2 separate regions of the Ovis aries genome follow, and region 2 is linked to region 1. A link is a contact called in public Hi-C data. All regions are on one chromosome and are shown on one strand. The core of a region is the stretch at or near the end of the contact, and the rest is flanking DNA. Distances in the headings are between cores, read along the strand shown. Region 1 overlaps SERINC5 (serine incorporator 5). Region 2 holds the start of SERINC5 (serine incorporator 5).

Region 1 (4,656 bases), core at 2,049-4,548:
CCTGCAGAATCCCAGGGACGCGGGCACCTGGTGGGCTGCCGTCTATGGGGTTGCACAGAGTCGGACACGACTGAAGCGACTCAGCAGCAGCCGCAGCAGCCATGGCGGTGCGTCCGGTACCACCAGTGATCTGTGTGGACACTTCATTACCATCTAAAGTCCGCCGTTTACATTAGGGTTCACTCTGGGTGTTGCACATTCTGCCTTTGTTTTTTCTACCTTTTCAGTAGAAAGTTTAAGTCCTTTGGAATCAGGAGTAACAAGACACAGACATTCATCTCCAAGCTGGTGACAGCCCCAGAAGTTAGACTGGCTAGGAATTGATTTCTCCAGTTTTGAAGTTGTAGGTTTGGGGAGTGCCATGTATGCAGGTCAAGAAACAACAGAACTGGACATGGAACAACAGACTGGTTCCAATTGGGAAAGGAGTATGTCAGGGCTGTATATTGTCACCCTGCCTATTTAACTTATATGCAGAGTACATCATGTGAAATGCCAGGCTGGATGAAGCACAAGCTGGAATCAAGAATGCTGGGAGAAATATCAATAACCACAGGTATGCAGATGATACCACCCTTAGGCAAAAAGTGAAGAGGAACTAAAGAGCCTCTTGCAGGTTAAAGAGGAGAGTGAAAAAGCTGGCTTAAAATTCAGCATTCAAAAAATGAAGATCATGGCATCTGGGCCCATCACTTCATGGCAATATGATGGGGAAACAATGGAAACAGTGACAGACTTTATTTTCTTGGGCTCCAAGATCACTTCAGATGGTGACTGCAGCCATGAAATTAAAAGACGCTTACTCCTTGGAAGGAAAGTTATGACAAACCTAGACAGTGTATTAAAAAACAAAGACATTACTTTGCCAACAAAGGTCCATCTAGTCAAAGCTATGGTTTTTCCAGTACTCATGTATGGATGTGAGAGTTGGACTATAAAGAAAGCTGAGCACCGAAGAATTGATGCTTTTGAACTGTGGTGTTGGTGAAGGCTCTTGAGAGTCCCTTGGACTGCAAGGAGATCCAACCAGATCATCCTAAAGGAGATCAGTTCTGACTATTCATTGGGAGGACTGATGCTGAAGCTACAATACTTTGGCCACCTGATGCAAAGAATGGACTCATTGGAAAAGACCCTGATGCTGGGAAAGACTGAAGGCAGGGGAGGAAGGGGACAACAGAGGACAAGATGATTGGATGGCATCACTGACTCAATGGACATGAGTTTGAGTAAACTCTGGGAGAAGGTGAAAGACAAGCCTGGCATGCTGCAGTCCATGGGGTCACAAAGAGTCAGACACGACTGAGCAACTGAACAACAAATGCCCAGAGTAATAAAGCTGTGAATGTCAGGGAATAAAAGATAAACCCATTTTATAAATTATACTCTTCCAGAAGGAAGGGGTAAGTCAGCAGGGCTGTGAGATTTTCCCTGATGCTAACATAACAGTACTTTCATGGATGCTGTTTTGAATTTCCACTTCCATGTCAATGATAGCTTAAGATAATGAGACGTAAGAGACGGGGGTTTTTTCTCTGGGTCAAGAAGATCTCCTGGAGGAGGGCATGGCAACCAACTCCAGTGTTCTTTCCTGGAGAATCTCACAGACAGAGGAGCCCGGCAGGCTACAGTCCGTGGGGTTGCAAAGAGTCGGACATGACTGAAGTGACTTAGCATGCACGTAGTACACTTTTACTGTTTGTGATTGGCCTAGTTTTCATTGATAAATAACTTGTAGGCTAGTAGAGCTCTGCTATTTGATTCTAATAATAGGCGTGTGTGTGTATATATGTGCACACATCTATATCTGCCTATCTATCTATATGTATGTGTGTGTGTATGGTGGTGGTTTAGTTGCTAAGTCATAGCTGACTCTTTTGTGACCCAATGGACTATAGCCAGCTGGCTGCTCTGTCCATAGGATTTCCCAGGCAAGAATACTGGAGTGGATTGCCATTTCCTCCTCTAGGGGACTGAGGGATCAAACCTGCATCTCCTGCATTGCAGGTGGATTCTTTATCACTGAGCCACCAGGGAAACTCATATGTATATACACATAAATACCATATACAGAGTGAAAGTGAAAAATAAGGAGAACTTTGTTGATTAAAAAAAACGCACAAAATGAGAGTTGCCATTTAAGTTTTCTTTGGGGGCAAAATGAGGACTGTAGCCTAGGAGACAGCATTTCAGATAGTTCTGAGAACCTGCTCTGAGGAGGTAAGGGGAAGCTAGGATATATAGCAGCTTTGCAACAAAGACATCCCTGGTGGCTCAGAGGTTAAAGCGTCTGCCTGCAATGTGGGAGACCTGGGTTCGATCCCTGGGTCGGGAAGATCCCCTGGAGAAGGAAATGGCAACCCACTCGAGTACTCTTGCCTGGAGAATCCCATGGACGGAGGAGCCTGGTGGGCTACAGTCCACAGGCTCGCAAAGAGTCGGACACGACTGAGCGACTTCACTCAACTCACTTTGCAACAAAGGGCACGCAGTCTGAATATCAGAAGATTACTGTCCCCAGAAGTTTGGCACTTTGCTATGTGTGGGGAGATGCGCGAGTTGGGTCTCATTGAAATTGTTCCTTTGATATAGATCTCAGCTCTTTGGGGCAAGTTTCTCGTGTTTTCACATCCTGAGTGTCCTCAGAGCTCCTGGCTCACGTGGAGACTGCAGTTGCGGATGACTGTCACATACTTGTTTACTGATATGGCAGGAAATAGTTTCATTTTCCAACTAAAAAATTAGGTCTATACAATGCTACGTGACTTTAAAAATGATAGGATTAAACCAATATGATTTTCTCTTCATTTTCCATAATCATATTCCTCTGTTACCATCTGTCTTTAAATGATCGATTAGGCTCACATTATATCTGCATCTGTTCATTTTTCCCTCTGCGGAGACAGTTAAGTATAAAGGTTGATTCTGCTTTGGGTAAGTGATGTCATGGTATGTATCATCTGCTTCTAAATATTTCTTTTTCCATGTAGGATAAATATTTGATCACATTTGAATTTGAAAGACAGTAAAACTGGTTATCTAAGACCATGGAGCTTAAAGAGTTAGCAACCAGTGAATGAGGCAGTTGGGAAGGAATTTGAGAGGCAGAGGAGGGAGGCAGGGCTGGGAGAGGAGCCAGCTAGGCCAGTGGGAGGAGAAAAGAGGGAGCTGCGAGGGAGAGAAAAGAAAAATTGGGGCATATGAGTGGAAAGGGATCAGCAAATCAAAGACAGAGACCGTGGGCGAGTGAACTGTGAAGGAAGGTGGCCTGTAAGAACACCATAAAGGCAGCGGAGTTAGGGTTCTGCTGTGTGATCTGTTAGCTCAGCCCGGTAGAGGAGCTGATCTTGCAAAGCAGTGGCCCAGCCTTATGAGGCAAGAAGAGTCTTGAGGAAAATGGCTTAGAAAACTGCATGTAAGATGGAAAGGGCACATTAGGACATTTCAAGTAATGAAATAGTGCAGAATGACAAAGGGCTTAAACAACAGCGATTTCATGAAGTAGATTAAATAATCTGGGAAATGTGTATCTTTCCAAGATCTGTCCTGATGATTACAGCCTGTTGTCATCTTACTCCCGTGATCTCTTCTTACCATAAGTGATGTTTATAGTGTAGCCTTCTAACTGATGCTTGTTTTGAAGCCGCGCAAAACTCTGAACTTCCTGCTAAATCATGATCAAAAGATTACATTGTTAGGTTTTTATATATAGTGTTAAAACACATAGGTTTTGGTGGTCATTTGTAGTTTATGGTAATCTCTTTTGTATTATTCTCTATTTACTAAAGAGCAAATTCCTCCCTAAAACCAGGTATGTCTGATTAGGTTATCCAAGAGACCAGCAGTACATTAAGTAGGTTACCACCCGTACTCTAATACATGAGGAGTCTGAGTCTTGAAAAGTAAGGAAACTTGCTTGGGGCTCATAGCTAATAGGTTGCAGAGCCAGGTCCCAAATCCAGGCTGGCTGAATACTTTGAGCTTGTAACAACGCTGTGTTCTCTTGCCCGGTGGTTACTAAAGAATAGTTTCCTTTTAGGGCAGTGAAAATACTCTTAATACTGTAATGATGGATCGATGTCATTGGACATTTATCTAAACCCGTAACGTACAGGACACCGAGAATGGAGCCTTATGTAAACCATGGACTTGGTGTGATTTTGAGGTGCCAGTGCAAGTTCATCCTTGGTAAAAAATTTTTTTTAATGTACCATTCTGGTCGATGATATTGACAGTGGGAGAGACTGTACCTGTGTGGGAATAGGGGGCATACGGGACATCGCTGTGCCTTCCCCTTAATTTTGTTGTAAAACCTAAAACTACTCTTAAAAAAAAAAAAAAAAAAAAAACTCTTCAAGAAAACTTAACTCCAGACCCAAACCTGAAAACTTAGTCCCTGTTTTTATTTAATATTCTCAAGTCAAATTATGTCCAGTTGCATTGACCGATAAAGCCCAGTCCTGCCCACTCATTAGCCTCAGGCCCACCCTTCCTGTGTGAATCTCTGAGAGGCGCCTGTGTCTTTTGTGCTTCCTGTTCGTGGTAATCCGCCCCCTCCTCCGCCCGGCCCCAGCCCCCTCCTCCGGCCCCCGCCCCCACCCCCACCATGCATGCAGTTCTTTCTTTGGCTATGGATTTTGACACGTCTCTTTCTTG
Region 2 (4,421 bases), core at 1,667-4,166, 49 kb before region 1:
TTTAAAAATTTTAGTTGGAGCCATTTCTCATTACTTTCCATGGCTCTGAGTAGGGCCTGCTCCATTATTTCTCTTCCTCTAAATGCTGGCACCTGAGATTCAAGGAGATTCTGGAACTGACCACCACTCTTGGACCCTTTTAATCAACAGAAATTGATAAGGGGCCAGAGGAGAATTTCAGGCAAGAAACTCCAGCCCCAATAAAGGCGGAGAAACATCACAACCTCAGATATGCAGATGGCAGAAAGCAAAGAGGAACTAAAGAGTCTCTTGATGAGGGTGAAGGAGAAGAGTGAAAGAGCTGGCTTAAACCCAAATCTTAAAAAAAGAAAACTAAGTTCATGGCATCTGGCTCCATTACTTCATGGCAAATAGATGGGGAAAGGTGGAAGTAATGACACATTTCCTCTTCTTGGGCTCTAAAATCACTGTGGATGGTGACTGCAGCCATAAAATCAGAAGATGTTTGCTTCTTAAAAGGAAAGCTATGACAAACCTAGACAGTGTGTTGAAAAGCAGAGACATTACTTAGTCCACCAAGGTCCATATAGTCAAGGCTATGGTCTTCCCAGTGGCCATGTACGGTTAGGAGAGCTGGACCATAGAGAAGGCAGAGCACCAAAGAATTGATGCCTTTGAACTGTGGTGCTGGAGAAGACTCCTGAAAGTCCCTTGGATATCAAACCAGTCAACCTTAAGGGAAATCAACCCTGAATACTCGTTGAAAAGGACTGATATTGAAGCTGAAGCTCCAGTATTTTGGTCATCTGATGAGAACAGGTGACTCATTGGAAAAGTCCCCGATGCTGGGAAAGTTTAAGGGTAGAAGGAGAAAAGGGCATCAGAGGATGAGACAGCTGGATGACATCACCAATCCAATGGACATGAACTTGGGCAAACTTTGGGAGATGGTGAGGGACAGGGATCCTGGCGTGCAGCAGTCCATGGGGTCACAAAGAATCAGACAAAATTGGGCTACTGAACAACAGTTTCATCACCAGGGAATAGAAGCAAGAAACAGGTACCCTTGCGAGCTCTTGGAGGGAAGCTGCGTGTGTCCTTGACTGGTGTAACAATAGGGATGGAGGAGTGGGTTTGGCAAAAGGTTAACCTTATTATGGGCTTCCCAGGCAGCACTAGTGATAAAGAACCCACCTGCCAATGCAGGGGATGTAAGAGATGTGGGTTCATTCCCTGGGCCAGGAAGATCCTCTGGCCAAGGGCACGGTGACCCACTCCAGTGTTCTCACCTGGAGAATCCCATGGACAGAGGAGTTTGGTGGGCTACATTCCATAGGGGTGCACAGAGTCAGACAGGACTGAGCACGTGTACAGGTACCTTACTATGTCTGTCTACCCCTTTGGTGGTGTGTACAGGGATCATGCATAGTACCCTGCTAGGTACTTTACTATGTCTGTCTACCCCTTTGGTGGTGCAGTGTACAGGGATCATGCATAGTACCCTGCGTTAGCTCCTGGCACCTCAAAAACTTGTAGTCTGTGGCTTTTTTTGTATCCTCTTGCTCAAGGTTGTCTCAACTGAGCATGGGTGCAGTTATTTTTAGTCACTTATAATTTCCCTGTATCCTACTGCTCAAGAAGGTTGTCCAGGTGCAAGCACTCTGGAAGCCTGTCTCAATTCTAGAAGAGTCTGTGCTGCTCATAATCCAAGCATTGGTTCCCATGGACTTTTCTCTTACTTTCCATCTCCTCAACTGCCGACAGACACTACTTTGCCAAAGGCAAAGGTCAGATTTGTGTCATGTCCCAGGGGATCAGACATGTGCCTCCCAGTCCCTGTATTGTTTTTTTCAGCTTTACTGTTAAACTTTGGGCAGGTTATTTAAATTGCCTGAGCTTCAGTCGCCCCATTTCTAAAATAGAGAATAATCCTTATTTTAAGAAATGAAAGGAATTTGGTGCAAAGTTTGCACTAACAGAAATTCCTCTTCTTGGGGAAGTGGCCACGAGGAGATTTAGGTAGGGAGAACTCTTTCTGCATGTCACAAATATCTGTGCTCACTGGCATCCAACTCTTTGTGACCGCATGGACGTAGCCCTTCAGGCTCCTTTATTCAAGGGATTTTTCCAGGCAAGAATATTGGAACAGGTTGCCATTTCCTCCTCCCAGGGGTCTTCCTCCACCCAGGGACTGAACCGGCGCCCCTTGTGTCTCCTACATTGGCAGGTGAACTCATTACCTCTGAACCACCTGGGAAGCCAGAGAGGAAGGAGGAATGCAAACCAATCCCTGGGCGCGGATGCGGTCTCCTATGGGTGGCGGAGAGACTGGAAAACAGGGAAGCACAGAAAGGGTCCTCTCTGGATCCCTTAAGGTGCCATGGTAACATGCCAAGACAGCAAAGTGACCAGGGATTCGTAGCTTGGGCAGAGGGAATCTTACCAAAGTTTGAGAAATGTTATTGGGAGATGAAGAAGATAAAGGGACTTCTGAAACAGGCATCCCGTGCATACACCAGTTCGGGGCGAGGCCGAGCACAGACTAGCACCCGGCCATCCCTATCGCGCCGGTTCAGTGCAGGGCACTCGGAATCATTCACAAAAGGCTTTATTGGAGTCAGCAACCAGCTCTTCCACCGGAGCCGCGGATTGGGGGCGCTGCTCCCTTCAGGGCTGGGGACCGAGAGTGCCGGGCCAGCCTGTCGGCGGTCGGACTTCGCAGTCCAGCGCAGGACCGGGAAGTGATGACCACTGCCTGCTGCTTGACGCCAGCGGAAGTGCGAGCCGGGGGAGATGGAGTTCGGAGGCGGTGCCCCGGGAAGGGGCGGGAACAGGGAGGGGCTACGGGCGGTGGCGGCCTGACGGGGCGGGGCCTGGGCCGAGGGGCGGGGCCTGGGCCGAGGGGCGGGGTTTGGCGGAGGTTGTTTTCACCCAGGCCTAGGTCCCCCAAGCTCAGCTGGGGCTGCGCGGCGTGGAGGTGTGAGCGGTCTGCGGACGGACGCTTGCTGCCGGAGCTAGCCAGGAGCGCCGGAGCGAAGCTGCAAGCGGACGAGCGCGCGGGTGGTGGTGGTCGGCCGCTGCTATGTCAGCGCGGTGCTGTGCGGGCCAGGTGAGAAGAGGGAGACAGATCGGTGGAAACCTGGCCAGTAGCCCGAGGCACTACGGGCTTCCCTGGGTGTGCGCCCCGCCTCCGCCGCCGAAAGTGGGGCGGGTGACCCCGCGCCGCCTGGGTGAGTGCCCCGGGCCGGAGCCCGGCGCTCAGCCGTCAGGGAAACCCTCTGCTTCGGCGGGCGGACCAGGGGCACACGGGGGGCAGCCCGAGAGGTGACCCCGAGGTCTTCTCGTTGGGCGTTAGGTAGGAACTTGGCTTAGGGCGGGGCAGGCAGGGTTCGGGCGGAAGGTGCCGACTGTTTCTGGAGCGTGTCGCCTACTCTCCAGGGCACGAGTGTGTGGAGCCGAGCTCCGTAGGCCACCGGGCTCTGCCAGCCCCGTGAATCCAGGAGAAGACGTGGGTTTGGGCAACCACTCCTCTACCATGCCCTGAACGAAACTCGGCTCGTTTGGCTCAGGCGTATTGCGCTTGACATCTCCCAGGGCTCCAGAACCCTGGCTCTGTTCATTCGAGAACAGAGAAGCCTGCTTTCCAAACCGCAGGGCTCAGGTCTCGGCGCTGGGAAGTCAGCCCTGTTTGTTGAATTTCCCGACCCAACCCTGGCTGGACACGAACGCGCCGCCTGGGTAGGAACCTCGAGCGTTCTCATCCCCCTTTCAGCTATGAACTTGCCCGAGCTTGTTTGTAACTCTCGCCTATTAAACTCCCGAGATCTTAAAACACCTGTGCCCGCTTGGGATCGGCGTCTTCTACGGGTTGGCAGTACGTCAGGGCAGAATTGGTAGTAGGTGTTAACCCTTAGCCCTGCTTTCATTCCTTCTTGCAGAGTTAGAAAGGAAGAAGTAGGTAAAATCTGCCAGGCGTTGCGCTCCCACCTTCTCAGACATGTTGATTATCGACATTTCTTTACAGAGTTTTAATAGTTCGTTTTTTTCCAGTGAGTCTAGCCCGGCTGTCGCTGCTTGCTGGTACATTCAGCCTTGCGATAATCAGGCCAGCCCGTAAGGGATGCAGGGGCTAAGCTGTGGGTTTCTGTATAGCCACCGATTAGACTGGTAGATAATCCGACCTCTTTGCAGTGGCCCTGTGAGAAGTTATCGCTTGGGTTTTTGAGGTCTAATACTGTCCTTGGCATGCATTCAGGCTGGTCTTTTCAGAGATGAGGAAATTGAGGTTTTTTAACTTGAGGTGGAATGACTTGCCCTCAGTCAGGCGAAGTGACAAGAGGGCACTGGAGACCAAAGTGGACCTCAGAAGGCGGCTTTCAGAATATTCCAGATCTCAAGAAGGCTTTGCAAATAGTTCATTGTGGTTGTTTTGAGGGAGTTCCATTTTGAGATGACCCCTC

The links. Hi-C and Micro-C count contacts between places; a contact is called where the count stands out from the background.
Region 2: a Hi-C map of tail adipose tissue shows a contact between it and region 1, with 1.7 times the contacts expected there. The contact joins the promoter of SERINC5 here to the enhancer-like site in region 1. A contact is called at or near these places in 2 of 16 Hi-C or Micro-C datasets (both in tail adipose tissue).

What each region holds. Positions count from the first base shown.
Region 1 is chr7:11,137,788-11,142,443 of ARS-UI_Ramb_v3.0, reverse strand. The region is part of intron 1 of SERINC5 (serine incorporator 5); the gene reads left to right. Among named protein-coding and RNA genes, the nearest start is that of SERINC5, 48 kb to the left of the region's middle. Within about 2 kb of position 3,298, at least 7 of the 54 cell types and tissues checked have an H3K27ac peak or open chromatin away from gene starts, as enhancers often do. A contact at or near this core is called in tail adipose tissue, where this site is marked.
Region 2 is chr7:11,187,110-11,191,530 of ARS-UI_Ramb_v3.0, reverse strand. SERINC5 (serine incorporator 5) reads left to right here and starts at 2,916. Exons shown (of 12, transcript XM_060418823.1): 1 at 2,916-3,070. The coding sequence starts at 3,044.